4 separate regions of the Mus musculus genome follow, and regions 2, 3 and 4 are each linked to region 1. A link is a contact called in public HiChIP or PLAC-seq and promoter capture Hi-C data. All regions are on one chromosome and are shown on one strand. Each heading gives the region's core, a stretch centred on a gene start, on an enhancer-like site or on the middle of the called end of the contact. The rest is flanking DNA. Distances are from core to core; before and after follow the strand shown.

Region 1 (3,421 bases), core at 884-3,383:
CAATTGAAAATTTTACTTAGTGCGTGTGAATGGGCATGTGTGCTATGCACAAGTATGTGGTTCAGAGGACGATTTGTTTTTGCTTTGTTTTCATTTCCACCATATGTGTTGTAGGGATTGAGCCCAAGTCATGGGCCTTGAGAGTGAGCACCTTTCCTTGCTGAGCCTTCTCACCAGCCCCACAATTACCTTTTAAAAACCCACCCTACAGATACTGTCACATTCTGAGGGCCCAGAGGTCAAGACTTCAGTAATGATTCATGGGAAACTTCCTTCGGCCACATACACTCTGCCTCTCTGCCCATGCTCTACTTATGAACTTCCCCCAGGCCTTGACTTCCTGGGAGACCAACCCTGTAGTACCCAGACAGAGGAAATCAGTTGGTCTGAGTTCACATCCTGCCTCCCTAGCATCCTTAGGGGAGTGATACCTGAGACTTCCATGGCAGGGGCTCCGTTTCCTTTTGGTTCGTGGGGTATGGCTGAGGGCTGTGTGTTTCATCCTGCATGCACAGGAGCTCAGTATGGGCAGTTGTCACTATCAAGTGCTATAGAATCTGTCTGTGTTAGAAGTACATACACTATGGTAGCTGCCAAGCCATATGAGGCCATTCAGTGCTGCAAATGTTGACTAGTGTCACTGAGGAACTGAAATTTTGTTGTTTTTGTTTTCTTTGAGACAGGGTCTCCTCTGTGTAGCCCTGGCTGTCCTGGAACTGAGTCTGTAGATCAGGCTGGCCTTGAACTCAGAGATCTGCTGGCTTTGGCTCCTGAGTGCTGGGATTAAAGGCGTGCACCACCACTGCCCAGCTTGGTTCTTTTTCTTTTTCTTTTTCTCTTTTCTTTTCTTAAATGTCATTCTTTAGCCTAGGCTGGTACTAGTTAATAGGAATTTAAATATAAGTACTTGTATGTAGCCAGTGGCTACAGCATAGGTGGAGTGTGTCCTGGTTCATCCAGGCATCTCAGATCTTTTTCACAAAAGTCATCCTCTGTACTGGTTGGGAGGTCAGTATCCTGGCCTCATCTTTGTGCCAGATTAGGAACCTCCTGTGGTTCCTGGTGGTATCTGACTTGTATTGCCACTAGAATGAGTTGTCCAGTTGTCCAGAGGCCCAAAGCTTGCTGATTGGTGGGTCTCCAGCAGCAGCCTCTGAAAGGGTGAAGGGATAGCCAAGGTGGTCCTCTGCTGACTTGCCTCTTAGAGCAGAGCAGAGCAGGAAGGTAGCACATTGTCCTGGTTGGCCCCAAGTCCTTTTCCATCTCAATATGCCCAAACAAAACAAAACAACAAAAAAACAAAACTCCAAACGGAAGCCACTCCTTTTCTAACTGCATAGGGTCCTCCTTTGGCTCAGAGTTCATTCTGCTATGTCTCTCTAGTACCCCATCCCTCCCTTCTGAATCTCAGTTCCCTTCTCTATCTCTCAGCCCCAGCCAGTAATTCAGAGTGCCTATTTGCCTTAATACTTCATAGATCCTCCGCTTTGTGACCCAGCCAGGCTCAGCTTATCTACCTCTTTACTCCCCCAACTCCAACCGGGTTTCTTGCTGCCCTCAGGTCTCAGCAGAAAAGGCCAATCCCGTATCTGGTCCTCAGAGCCTCGATCCCAAAGCTCTCCAGTTCCTGTCCTAGTCCCATTTTCCTCCCTCTAAGCCCCTCTAAATCCCTTCCTTCCTTTCTTTTTTCTTTTTGCCTCTGGGCCTTTGCACAGATCTAGCCTCTGCCTACAACACGGTTCCCCGGTTCTCCATCTTTCCTTAACAGTGGCCTTAACAGAAGTTCTCCCTCTGGGTGTACTTTCACGCACTCTGTAAACTGTTTCACCAACATAGTCCAGCGGCCTCCTAGAGATCACTTACACTCGGGTATGAGTGATAAAACAGTGTACTCAGAGACAAAAACTAGAAATTGTGTTCCAAGAAGAAAACGACAGAAGACATCAGAAGGAAAGAGATGGGTCAGGCCGAAACAACCCAGCAAGGGCCCGGCAAGCCTACGTCTGCGCCCACTGCCTATGGGGGCGCGGTGGGGTGGGGCGGCCGGCCTCTAGGCCCCGCCCCGCCCAGGCTCCGCCCCAGGCGCTGGGCCCATCCCATCCCCGCCCCGCCCCGCCCCCCCGCGGCGCGCGCGCTGGCCGGGCAGCATGGCGGCGGCGGCGGGCGCCCCTCCGCCGGGTCCTCCTCAGCCACCTCCGCCGCCGCCGCCTGAGGAGTCGTCCGACAGTGAACCCGAGGCTGAGCCGGGCTCCCCGCAGAAGCTTATCCGTAAGGTGTCCACGTCGGGCCAGATCCGGCAGAAGGTGAGCCCGCGGCGTCGGCCGGGCGCGCGCCCCTCACGCCGCGGTCCCTGCCGAGGCCCGTGACCGTGTGCGAGCGGCCGCCCAGGCCCTGCCGGGCCCGAGGTCCTGCGGTCGCTGCTACGGGGCCGAGCGCGCCGCGGCTTAACGGACCGCGGGGACCGGGCCGCGAGGACGGGGCCGCGGGGACCGGTCTGCGGGGACTGGGCGCAGGTGGGCGCCGCCGCTGAGGAGACCGAGGCCCGGCGTGCTGCTGGGGCCGCTGCGGGGACCGCTGCGGGGGCCGCAGGCGCGTGCTCCCCGAGGCCTGGGGGGTCTGTAGGTCTGAGCACCGGGTGCAGCTTCCCGTACTCACCTGCGTCAGGCTCTCCCTCCACTGCTCAGCCCGCTGCGGGGTCCTCACCCCTATGTTCCGAAAGGGAAGGGATGCGCGTGTAGTGGCCGCTTCTCCCTCTCTCCCTCCCTCTCTTCCTCCCTTTCACCCTCCTCCCTCCTTGGGAAAGCCGGGACTCCTCACCCGCTGGGCTCAGAACTCTCTCCGTGGAGAACTCCAGCCGCTCGGGTTGCAGTGCAGAGAGACACATGCCTTTTTGTTGTCTTTCCCTAAGAATAAAGTTGCACCCTTTGCTTTTCCTTTCTGGTTCCTCTTGAAAACTGCGTATGGTTTCTTGCCGAGGTGAGCCCTCCTTGTTGGAAGGGCTTCCTCAGGCAGGTGGCTGGACAGGTGGTGGCTAGCAGGTTGCCACCGTGGGGCAGCCTTGGCAGTTCCGGCTGGCACGGGCTTGCTCATCCTGCTGCAGTGCGCTTTTCCTCCGAGGCCAGTTAGTTACCCTTTACTGGAAAAACCATTTCTTGCTTGATCATCTGCCACCCTCTGTTACTTGCCGGGGTTGGGGATTGGGGTGCCATTTAGGTGCTGACGTGGTCCATTTGTTATGTGGTACCCAAGTCATTCAGCACACGGGACCTAACACCTGTGTTATTCTAGCTATAACAATTACAGCCCCAGGAACAAGTTTAAGGAGCCTTGATACTAATGGAAATGCCCTTTCCTAGTGCTTGGTCCTTAAGATAGGTAGTGGTGTGAGGCAGATCAGACTCTCTGACTGAGGGGAATGGTG
Region 2 (3,123 bases), core at 220-2,719, 250 kb before region 1:
GTAGAGCAGCATGAATACAGGAGATAGGGAACGGAGGAGGTTGGTGCTCAGCGGAGGCCTAGAAGTCCCTGGCTACCACATTGTTTGGACACATAACATGGGTTATTCTAGGGCTGGGGCTGCCTGTTTTTTTGTGTTTCTCTGGAGTTCAGGGAGTCTGGCTGGAATATTTCAGACAGAGATGGCAGAAAGGGGCTCTGAGGATGTCCAGGATCTGAAACACAAATGGGGTTGTGGACATTAAGAGTGAGGGAGACTGGGTGTGTAGAAGTGAAGACTGGGAGAAGGTGGGGGTGGAGCAGAGGCTGGGGACTGGCCAGAGGAGTGGAGCAGGATTTGGAGGCCATAATTTTGCTTGCCTGTGTTCTACAATTATAGCTACCATCAATAGAACTGGCTAAAGATTCAAGACTCAGGCATAGAGTAAAGGGGACTCCTGTCTGGTCCCTGTAAGGGAAGGAAATACCAAAGAGGGACAGTAGTGGTTTCCTAAGTCATTGAAGTCACAGGATATAATAGTCTGAGCTATGGGGAGCTTTGGGAGTTTGCAGACAGGAGAGGATTCTGGGAGAATGAAACCTTTGAGTAAAGGAATCGCAGAGTCTAGCAGTAAAGTTCTGATTATCTAATTCAAGGCTTACAGCACACAGTCCCATTCTGAGATCCTCAGATATGAGCTAGGAGCTCTGGTGTGCTGCTAATTTGCAGGTTGGTTAATCTCTCTGGTTCTCACTTTCTCAGGCGTGAAGTTGGAGGTTATGTCTGCCTTGAGGAGTATCTGTGTGGCCCGGACGAGGTAACTCATACATAAATGTTAGTGCAGTGCTTGCACCTAGAGGCAATCTATCGCTACAGTCCAGGTATTGTTAAGGGGTGAATTGTGGTGACTCCCAAAGTGACTGTCTCTGGAGATGGTGCTTTTAAGTAGCAACTAAAGTCGAACGAAGTCAGAAAGGTGGTAGGTTCAAAGGAAAGTATGGAAGGTAGCCGCCTGCCAGTCAGGAAGACAGCCCTCAGCAGAAGCAGCAATGTCAGAACCTTGATTGTGGATGCCCACCCTTTAAATGACAAGAAATAAATACCTGTTGTTGCGTTGTTGGAGTCACCGTCCATGATATTCTGTTGTGGGGCGTGATCTAAGACAAGTGCCCACAACGTGACAGTGTGGTGGTTAAGTGGGAAGAGGAGCCTGTAGCGGGGCAAGCGCTCTAGAGGCGTGGCTTATTGTAGAGGCTCAGGAGGTGGGGCAAAGAAGATGGACAGCATTCAGCAGGTGTCAGAAAAGGCTTATGGCCCAGGGTGAGGCAGCAGCCGGTCCCACAAAAGTGGAAAGCCATTTCAGAAACATTTTTTTTTAAACCAGGGTGTAACCCCGGAAACTCAAAGTCGGCTGAGGGTAGGGCGGGTGGCATAGGAGGAAGACGGGGCTGGGGAGAAGATTCTGGAACCCACAGTGAGGGTTTTTGGCAGATCAGTGAAGATAGCTGCTGGCTGAGGAAGCATAGAGGAAGAGGTAAAAAGTCTGAAGCAGGGAGCAGCTGACACGTAATCACCACAGAAAGCGGGTAGCTGTTGGCAGAAAAGGCGTTTAGGAAGCGCGGCCGCGGGCCCTGCCAAGGGAGGCTGTCGTGATTCACGCTTGGGAAGTGCTGGAGACCAGAACACAGGTTGGAGGAGGTCCAGGCATGGCACAGTGCAGTAAGTAGCCTGGCAACTGTGGTGGGCTGACCCTCTGGTCTGGGGCTTGACTCAGGGAATGGAGTCCCAGGGTGGAAAAAAAAAGATGAATTAGGAATCTGCCACCAGACTGAGCGTCTTCAGAGCGTTCTTCTGGGATGGTTATTTCAAATTGGTTTGTTGTTGTTGTTTTATTGGTTGGTTGGTTGGTTTTGTGTGTGGTTTTTTGGTTCTTGAGGTTTTTGTTTTTTTGTTTTTTTTGTCTTTTGTCTCTTTCATTTACTACTGTATCATTACTATTATGCCCTGTCCCTAAGAGTCCTGGCGACACTGGCTCAAGTTCTTACTCAATTCTTCCTACCCACTTGATCCCACCCATATCTTGTCACTGCCTGGTTTTCTGTCACAGCCAGGTTTCCCGTTTTCAACTATGCCATGAAGCACGGATCAAGACATCATGAGTTCTTTGTCCTCTTGGGAAATGGAGTCTGTTCCTGTTGCTGGCTTTATTTGAAAAGGGACGAGCTGGTCTTGATTGACACCTGAATGTTGTTCAGGCTTGGGGAGGCCAGAGGTCAAGGCGCCCCCTGGCGGTGGAAACTGCAAGGCTCAGGCCCTAACCTAGGGTTGTAGAAGCTGCGGGTAAGCTGTGTACTTGTAAGATGCTATCCTCCTTCAAAGCAAGGTTGTTAACCAGAGGTGATTCTTAGTGATGCTGGCTACACCCTGTGCCAGCATTCTGTGGCACCATTGGGTGCCAGGAGTCTACCCAATCCTGTGCTGGCCAAGGCACTGCCCTCCGGGCACTGATCATCTGAGTCACACAGGATTTCTATCTTATCCTAAACAACCCCCCAGGCCAGCCATGCTTCACTGCCTCTCACCCTTCAGCAGAGATGTCTTCCCCACTTTCCTGAGATACAGTGTGATTCAGATGGGCCAAATGTTACAAGGCTGGCCTTCAGACTCTGGCCCTGGTCCTGTGTATGATTCCATGTCTGATCTGAACTGCTGCAATAGAGTTTTCAGAGATACGGAGGAGAGATAGGATGAACTGAGGCTACCATCGTTCCATCCTCAAGGCAAGCCTGTTCCCAGGAAGCCAGCCAAGTGCTCTAAGACCAGTTGCAACGAACTTTGCAAGCTTGAAGGAAACCTGTGTCTGCTGAAGCCTGATGCTAGGACTTGCAAAGACCACCTTAAGGATGTGGTCCAAAGCCTGGTGTAGGACTTGTAAAGACCACCCTGAGGATCTCGTCCAGAAGCAGAAATGCAAATGGAACTGAGAAGCGAGATGATAGTCCAACGGAGCAGTGCCCTAACTGAGGCAACTTAGAGGAGATGTGGCAGCTAGAAGGAGCAGAGAGAAGACTGGATGGAGAGAGAAATGAGCAAGGGGAGTGGATAGACAGGAAAGAGCGCAGGGGCCAGATGGGAAGAGAGCCT
Region 3 (3,231 bases), core at 629-3,128, 200 kb before region 1:
GGAAGAGGAAGTGGGTAAATAAGATGGGGGTCAGCATAGGTCCTGTATGAAGGTTCCAGCCAGTCCACTGGGGACTTCTTCTTAGGTAAAGCTGAATGCTAGGTGAGTGGTCAGAACCAGACACCAGGAACTCTCAGGGGATAACCTGTGCATCCCACAATATGCTCCTTAAAGGAGAAAGACATCTGACTCCTAGGACCATTCCTACCCCAGCTGGTTCTTCCTCTCACAAGGAGAGTTCTAGCCACCATTCTGCATGTCCACCCTAACCTATGATGTACTCTCCCTTTCCCAAAGGACCTTAGGAGCCCAGTGCTGCAGAGTTCACTTCCTCTCCCATTCAGCACTCTCCTAAGAGCTCAGCTTGACCCACCCTACCTCTGGGAAGGGAAGGCCCTTTTATTTACACTGCGCTTACTCTTATCTTCCTTGTGTGCACTTTTTCCTACCTCGATGCAGAGCCCCAGCTTGGTTTTCTCATAAACTTCCCATTGTCTGGTCTAGCATATTCAGATCACCCAGGGTCTGCTTGTGCTTCTGTCACCCAGAAGGGTGGAGATGCCTCCTAGCTGACTGGCAACCCTGTAAGCCCACGTCTGGTGTGAACAGCTGATGGCATGGAGAGACGTATGTCTGTTCTGACTTGACTGGGATCTGACTGAGCTGGTCTTTTTTCTGGGTGGTCCTCAACAGCTGATGAATGAATCTCACAAGATGCTTTGCCCAAATCTACATAGATGAGCTTGATGGTGGCAGGCAGGTGGCTGCTGTGATGTTGTAGCCATCAAGGCTTAGCACTGTTGGTTATCTGACACATGGTTTTCTTTAAGTATGGACCAGTGAGAAACAGTTCTTAAAATTAACAGATTTTTTTTTTCCACATAATTATTTGAAGTTCTTAGCTCCTTTGCAGGGAGAGGGGGGGGGGGCTCCAATGAGCTTGGGCTTGTTCCCTCCTTGCCTACCATCTCACCCCAGGACTGTTCTGCTTCTGATACAGAAAAGGATCTTCTTATGGGGGAAGGGGGAGGGACTTGTGCGGTCCCATCACCCCCTGAAGATCTGTCGGTGGTTAACAATACCAGGGGAGGCAGTCAGTTTCTCCAGTGGTGTAGCTACTGGCCAGGCATCCATGCTCCTGTCAATAACCTCTCATCTATGCTCTCTTATGAACAACCCAAACTAAACTCATCGGCATATGTGTGTGTGCATGCATGCATGCGCTTGCTCTCATGTGCACACGCGTGCGCGAACCCACACTGCATAAATGAGAGATAAAAGAGGGGATTAGAAACAGAAAGAGATCAGCAGGTATGTGAGGGGGACAACAGAGGGTCATAGGAGGTAAATGTGAACAAAATGTGTGTGTGTGTGTGTGTGTGTGTGAAAACCTCACAATAAAGCTGTTTTTTCTGTATAATTAATATATATAAATCTAAAAGATTTAATAAAGAGCCTAATCCTTAAAACCATGTTTCACTGACTGGATTGGTCCCCATTGCACACCCACTGTCCCCTAGACCGCTACATGCTTTGCATTTTCTCATAGACCCTGCTTTGGCAGATTGCCCCGACCTGAAACCTTACCCAAGACGCACATAACCCCACCAAACTGTGAACTGCAGAGTAAGCCTTCTCACCCATTGTGAAAGTCACAACTTCCCCGATCTGCCCTTCCCTTTAGGCCTCCCCTCCCCCAAGGCCCAGTTCTCTTGCTCAGAGGTCTCTTCCTTCCCTGGGATGGAGCTTGGGCGTCACAGCAGCAGGTGTAACTGCATCTGTTTGCCTGCCTTGGATCTCAGGCTAGACTGTGTCTTGCTCAGTTCCTTGGAGCAGCAAGAGGCGTCAGAGGTAACTTTCGGTTCCTCTAAAGGCTGGTGTTTATCAAAGTCTACCTAACTGAACTTCTGGCCTCCAGAGGTCTGGGGCGTGCCATGCTGAGGAGCTGATGGACCCATGCTATCATGACAGCTTGCCAAGCAGAGAACACTTTGTTCTTGTCCCTTTCCGGCTCTTCTCAGCCTCAGACAATCCCACCACCCACCACGGCAAGCTGGAAACTTCCTGTTTTGGTCTGGGCCTTTGCCATCTTTAAGTTGGAAAATCTTTGTCCTTGATGAATGCTCCTTGCCCTCTGCATTGCCCCAGAAGTTATTAACCTTTTTGTGACCACTGTAATTTCTTCAGGATTCAATGTTGCCTTCTAATCCTGGGGTCATGCAGAAGGAAAACCAGGTATAGACAGGAAGCCCAGTCCGTAGGAGATGATGCTGTTAGAATGGCTGATGTCACTCCCTATGACACATGAGGTGACAAACATCTGAGAGCTATTCTCCTATAAGGAAAACAATGCCCCCAATCTTCTGCCAGTGTCTGTGGTGTCAATATTCCCAATAAGACGCCCACTAGAATGGCTGCTTGGGATTGAAGTCAGTGGAACCATGGGTAATAACCCTGGACAGTGTGATATAAACTCAAATTGGAAGAGCTGACAAAGTCCTGACTCTAGACTTTGAGCATCTTGATCAGAGCCTCATTTTCCTAGTTGGGGTTTCTGTTGTCATGGAGAAACACCATTACCAAAAGCAAGTTGAGGAGGAAAGGACTTATTTGGCTTACACTTCCACATCACAGTTCCTCATTGAAGGAAGCCAGGACAGGAACTTCAACAGGACAGGAGCCTGGAGACAGGAGCTGATGCAGAGGCCACGGAGGTGCTGCTTACTGGCTTGTTTCTCATGGCTTGCTCAGTCTGCTTTTCTTATAGAACCCAGGACCACCAGCCCAGGGATGACCCCACCCACAATGGGCTTGGCTCTTCCCCCATCAACCACTAATCGAGAAAATGCCTTATAGGATTGCTTACAGCCTGATTTTATGGAGTCATGTTGTAGACAACATTTAATCTCAGTCTGGGTTTCTACCCTGTCTTTGATCATTCAATTCCCAGATAAAAGACACACAACATGATTATTTATAATAAGCTTTTAATGCACTAGAGCTGGGTAGATATCTACCCTCTAAACCATCTGAATCTACTTCCCTACCCATAACCCCGAGTTGTCACTTGCCATGTTCCATCTGGGCCACTCTTAACTCCAAGTGGCCAGCATGGCCATGTTTCTATAATTCACCTACCCCATGGTAACTTCTCCACATTCCATCTTCTCTCTTTCCTCTCGTGGTTTTCCTCCAAGCCTGGGAACTCCCAATCCCTGCCTGTCTCAATTC
Region 4 (3,159 bases), core at 550-3,049, 230 kb after region 1:
GATATGTTAGAAACACAGAAGAATAAAAAGTGATGCTAACTGTCTTCCTATGCCTATGGAGACTGACCAGGCTGGTTTTGTAGATGGGCTAGGGTTTAGTAGTTATCTCTGGACAGGTTCCATAGCTGATGAGTGATACCAGGGTGCCATGGAAGTATGATTTTGCTTCCTTTCTTTGTTTTTGATTCTGCTTCACCCCATGTGGCATGACTATGTCCTTTCTCCTAGTGACCCCCAGGCCACCAGAGATATCTCTGGGGCAGTCCTAGGAACTCTGGGAACACTAAGGACTTTGTATTATGAACACTAGCTCACCTCTCTGCCAGCAGGTTTATGTTCAGGGTAAATGATCTCCTTATCTTCATTGCCCTGATTTGGGGATAAGAGTTGGGTGGTGTGATCCGAGTAAGACAATTGTTCCTTCCTTTTTACTTTACTTGAATTTCATTAAGTTCTGTGAACCATTCATGCTTCCTGGACTTGTTTTCAATTGTTATGGTTTCAAAGTGAGGTCTTGGGGAGCTGTTAGTTTATTTTTCTTTGGGAGAATCTGAGCCTGAGTCTTCCTGAACCAGAAACTAGATGTCATACTAGCCATTTTTTGTTTGGTTGGCTTTATTTTGAGGCTGCGTCTATTATATAGATCCAGCTGTTCTGGAGCTTGCTATGTCCACCAGGCAAGCCTTGAATTCACAATATCTACCTGCCTCTGCCTCCCTAGTACTGGGATTCAAGACATGGCATGCTAGCCATTGTTGAGTCTTCAAAAATGATCACCTGAGTGTTTCCCAGTCACCAAGGTAAATAGATGACTAAGTATATATCTATTAAAAGTGACATTTAAGGTAAAAAGGGACAATGTTTGGAACAAACAAGGATCAACCCCCTCCCAGGATGACTATACAATTTCTTGCTAAATGTACCTTATTACCTGATATATACCACTAAGCTATCCATGAAACTATATAGAAAACTTGCATGATGCAGTTGAGTCTAAAGACAAATTCTTTTTGTTCTTCTCCAGATAAGCCATATCTGGGCACTGTGCAAATAGGATGAATACACAAGGGAATCATATGTCCTGACTTCAAGGTGTACTCAAGGGACTGTGGAACAAAATGGCATAGATTCCCTTGGGGAAACCCACAGCAGAGGTCTCAACCTCTTTTTAGACTATGTGACATTGCATTGGACATATGAAAAGTAAGAGAGATGACAGTCACATGCCACCAGGTCCTTGACATGATCCATACTATAGCTGCTTATCTTAGCATATCCCAGCTTTCCAGGAGTTTAGCAATGGAATAAGAATTCTTCTGCAATGCCGAGACCAGCAGCATTGCTCATCTGGCAGAGTCTTTTTACTGTCAGAAGGGTCGTGCTAAGAACCTCCCCATAGGCCTTGGGAGCAGAGGCAGCAATTCCCTTTGGGACACAGTGTAGTGGCCTAAAGAAAGTGTCCAGATTTTACTTTGGAACCAATTCTAAAAATGTGAGATTCTTTTGACACTTTCTTTCTTCCTCTTGGGAAAACGTTTGGATATAGAGTCAAGTGTATTTCTTCATAACAATTTCTAAACTCATGTTATGTGATTCTGCCCAAGAAAAGGGTCATAGGCCCTTCTTATCAGAAAAACAAACAAGTAGGCATCTCAATAATGGCTCAATTGTTATTGTTTTCAAAAGTCAGTCATTGTCAGGGAGTGTACTTTCTTAATGAAGGTGAGTCCACGCCCTCCTCTGGGGGGAGGCTTTCTAGATTCCACAAGCTTTCCTCTTCCCAAATTAGAAGAACACACAGTCCCAGCCCATGTATTCTCCTGGGCTGTGTTTCTCCCATGGCTCCTGCAGTTTTTCCAGCCTCTCTTCCTCTCCGTGTGTGCCTGCTGTTGGCCTTTGGCTTGGCCCAGGCAGGCAGGCTGCTGGTGGTGCCCATGGATGGGAGCCACTGGTTCTCCATGAAGATGATTGTGGAGAAATTGAGCCACAGAGGGCATGAGGTTGTGGTAGTCATCCCAGAGGTGAGTTGGCACCTGGGAAAGTCACAGAATTTTACAGTGAAAACCTACTCTGTTTCTTACACTCTGGAAGATTTAAGCCACCACTTCAATTTTTTTGCTCACAAGCAATGGGAAAATCGAGAAGTAGGAATGTTCTCACTACTGAAGCATTCAGGCAAAGGTTTCTTCCAAGTACTGTTTTCACACTGTAGGAGTTTGTTTAACGACAAGAAGTTAGTGGAGTACTTGAAGCAGAGATCTTTTGATGCTGTGTTTCTGGATCCTTTCGATGTGTGTGGCTTAACTATAGCTAAGTACTTTTCTCTCCCGTCCGTGGTCTTCAGCGGTGGGATATTTTGTCACTATCTTGATGAGGGTGCCCAGTGCCCAAGTCCTCCTTCTTATGTCCCCAGAATTCTCTCAAAATTCGCAGACACCATGACTTTTAAGGAGAGAGTGTGGAACTATTTCTCCTACATGAAGGAACGTGCATTTTGCCCCTATTTTTTCAAAACTGCTATAGAAATTGCCTCTGAAGTTCTGCAGACCCCAGTGACTATGACAGACCTCTTCAGCTCAGTGTCCATTTGGATGTTTCGCACTGACTTTGTGTTGGAGTTCCCCAGACCTGTGATGCCCAACATGGTCTACATTGGCGGGATCAACTGCCACCCGGGAAAGCCACTTTCCAAGGTACATCATTTTTCCTTAAGCAGGTGAAGAGAGTCGGCTTTGGATGACGAAGCCATTCATTTGTTGTCTTTGGGTTTTGTTGTTGTCCTTCCAACAGAATTGCAGTAGTGTGACTTTTCACCATGCTTGTTGATATGTGGGTGTACCACTGACATTCTCATAATCACCAGGCTGCATTCATCATTGCTTTTGGAAATAGACGGAAAAACACAGTAAGAAATGAAGCTTCGGTTTGCTCATTCCCGTTCTCTACCTCCCTTTAAAGAGCACTCTGGAGTTTTGTGTGCTTCCCAGGCTCGGGGAGGTAGTTCACAAATAGTCCTCAGCTGTAAACATCCAAAGCTGTGTCCTTAAAATAAGGTGCAGCGTTAGCCTGGACAAAGGTGTCTTCACCGTCCCTTTTCACATTCCAACAATTGATGGTCTTCACTAAAGTAAATTTATCGTGATCTTTAAAAGTAGTTTT

The links. Promoter capture Hi-C pulls out the DNA fragments that hold promoters and counts their contacts. HiChIP or PLAC-seq counts read pairs in DNA pulled down with a chosen protein or histone mark.
Region 2: a contact with region 1 is called in an H3K27ac HiChIP or PLAC-seq map of microglia, with 3 times the contacts expected there. The contact joins the enhancer-like site here to the promoter of Dgkd in region 1. A contact is called at or near these places in 2 of 39 promoter capture datasets (liver and pre-B cells), 1 of 484 Hi-C or Micro-C datasets (the G1E-ER4 cell line), 4 of 115 datasets of contacts at active chromatin or transcription factors (embryonic stem cells, kidney, memory CD8 T cells and 1 more) and 3 of 9 other capture datasets (adipose tissue, liver and macrophages).
Region 3: a contact with region 1 is called in an H3K4me3 HiChIP or PLAC-seq map of pro-B cells, with 8 times the contacts expected there. The contact joins the enhancer-like site here to the promoter of Dgkd in region 1. A contact is called at or near these places in 2 of 39 promoter capture datasets (embryonic stem cells and pre-B cells), 1 of 484 Hi-C or Micro-C datasets (the G1E-ER4 cell line), 9 of 115 datasets of contacts at active chromatin or transcription factors (the 230-238 cell line, acute myeloid leukemia, bone marrow-derived macrophages and 6 more) and 3 of 9 other capture datasets (adipose tissue, liver and macrophages).
Region 4: a contact with region 1 is called in a promoter capture Hi-C map of embryonic stem cells, with 4 times the contacts expected there. The contact joins the promoter of Ugt1a8 here to the promoter of Dgkd in region 1. A contact is called at or near these places in 8 of 39 promoter capture datasets (the 3T3-L1 cell line, 3T3-L1-derived adipocytes, the C10 cell line and 5 more), 2 of 115 datasets of contacts at active chromatin or transcription factors (acute myeloid leukemia and microglia) and 4 of 9 other capture datasets (adipose tissue, liver, macrophages and 1 more).

What each region holds. Positions count from the first base shown.
Region 1 is chr1:87,851,154-87,854,574 of GRCm38.p6, forward strand. Dgkd (diacylglycerol kinase, delta) reads left to right here and starts at 2,134. Exons shown (of 30, transcript NM_177646.3): 1 at 2,134-2,303. The coding sequence starts at 2,148. Gm19582 (predicted gene, 19582) reads right to left here and starts at 3,146. Exons shown (of 2, transcript NR_136921.1): 1 at 2,818-3,146; 2 at 2,194-2,705.
Region 2 is chr1:87,606,347-87,609,469 of GRCm38.p6, forward strand. No RefSeq gene overlaps it. Among named protein-coding and RNA genes, the nearest start is that of Inpp5d, 12 kb to the right of the region's middle. Within about 2 kb of position 1,470, at least 121 of the 459 cell types and tissues checked have an H3K27ac peak or open chromatin away from gene starts, as enhancers often do. A contact at or near this core is called in adipose tissue, memory CD8 T cells and microglia, where this site is marked.
Region 3 is chr1:87,649,028-87,652,258 of GRCm38.p6, forward strand. All of the region lies in intron 2 of Inpp5d (inositol polyphosphate-5-phosphatase D), which reads left to right. Among named protein-coding and RNA genes, the nearest start is that of Inpp5d, 30 kb to the left of the region's middle. Within about 2 kb of position 1,879, at least 91 of the 459 cell types and tissues checked have an H3K27ac peak or open chromatin away from gene starts, as enhancers often do. A contact at or near this core is called in the G1E-ER4 cell line, acute myeloid leukemia, adipose tissue and 6 more, where this site is marked.
Region 4 is chr1:88,086,029-88,089,187 of GRCm38.p6, forward strand. It overlaps Ugt1a8 (UDP glucuronosyltransferase 1 family, polypeptide A8), which reads left to right and starts at 1,800. Exons shown (of 5, transcript NM_001378375.1): 1 at 1,800-2,693. The coding sequence starts at 1,839. All of the region lies in intron 1 of Ugt1a10 (UDP glycosyltransferase 1 family, polypeptide A10), which reads left to right. All of the region lies in intron 1 of Ugt1a9 (UDP glucuronosyltransferase 1 family, polypeptide A9), which reads left to right.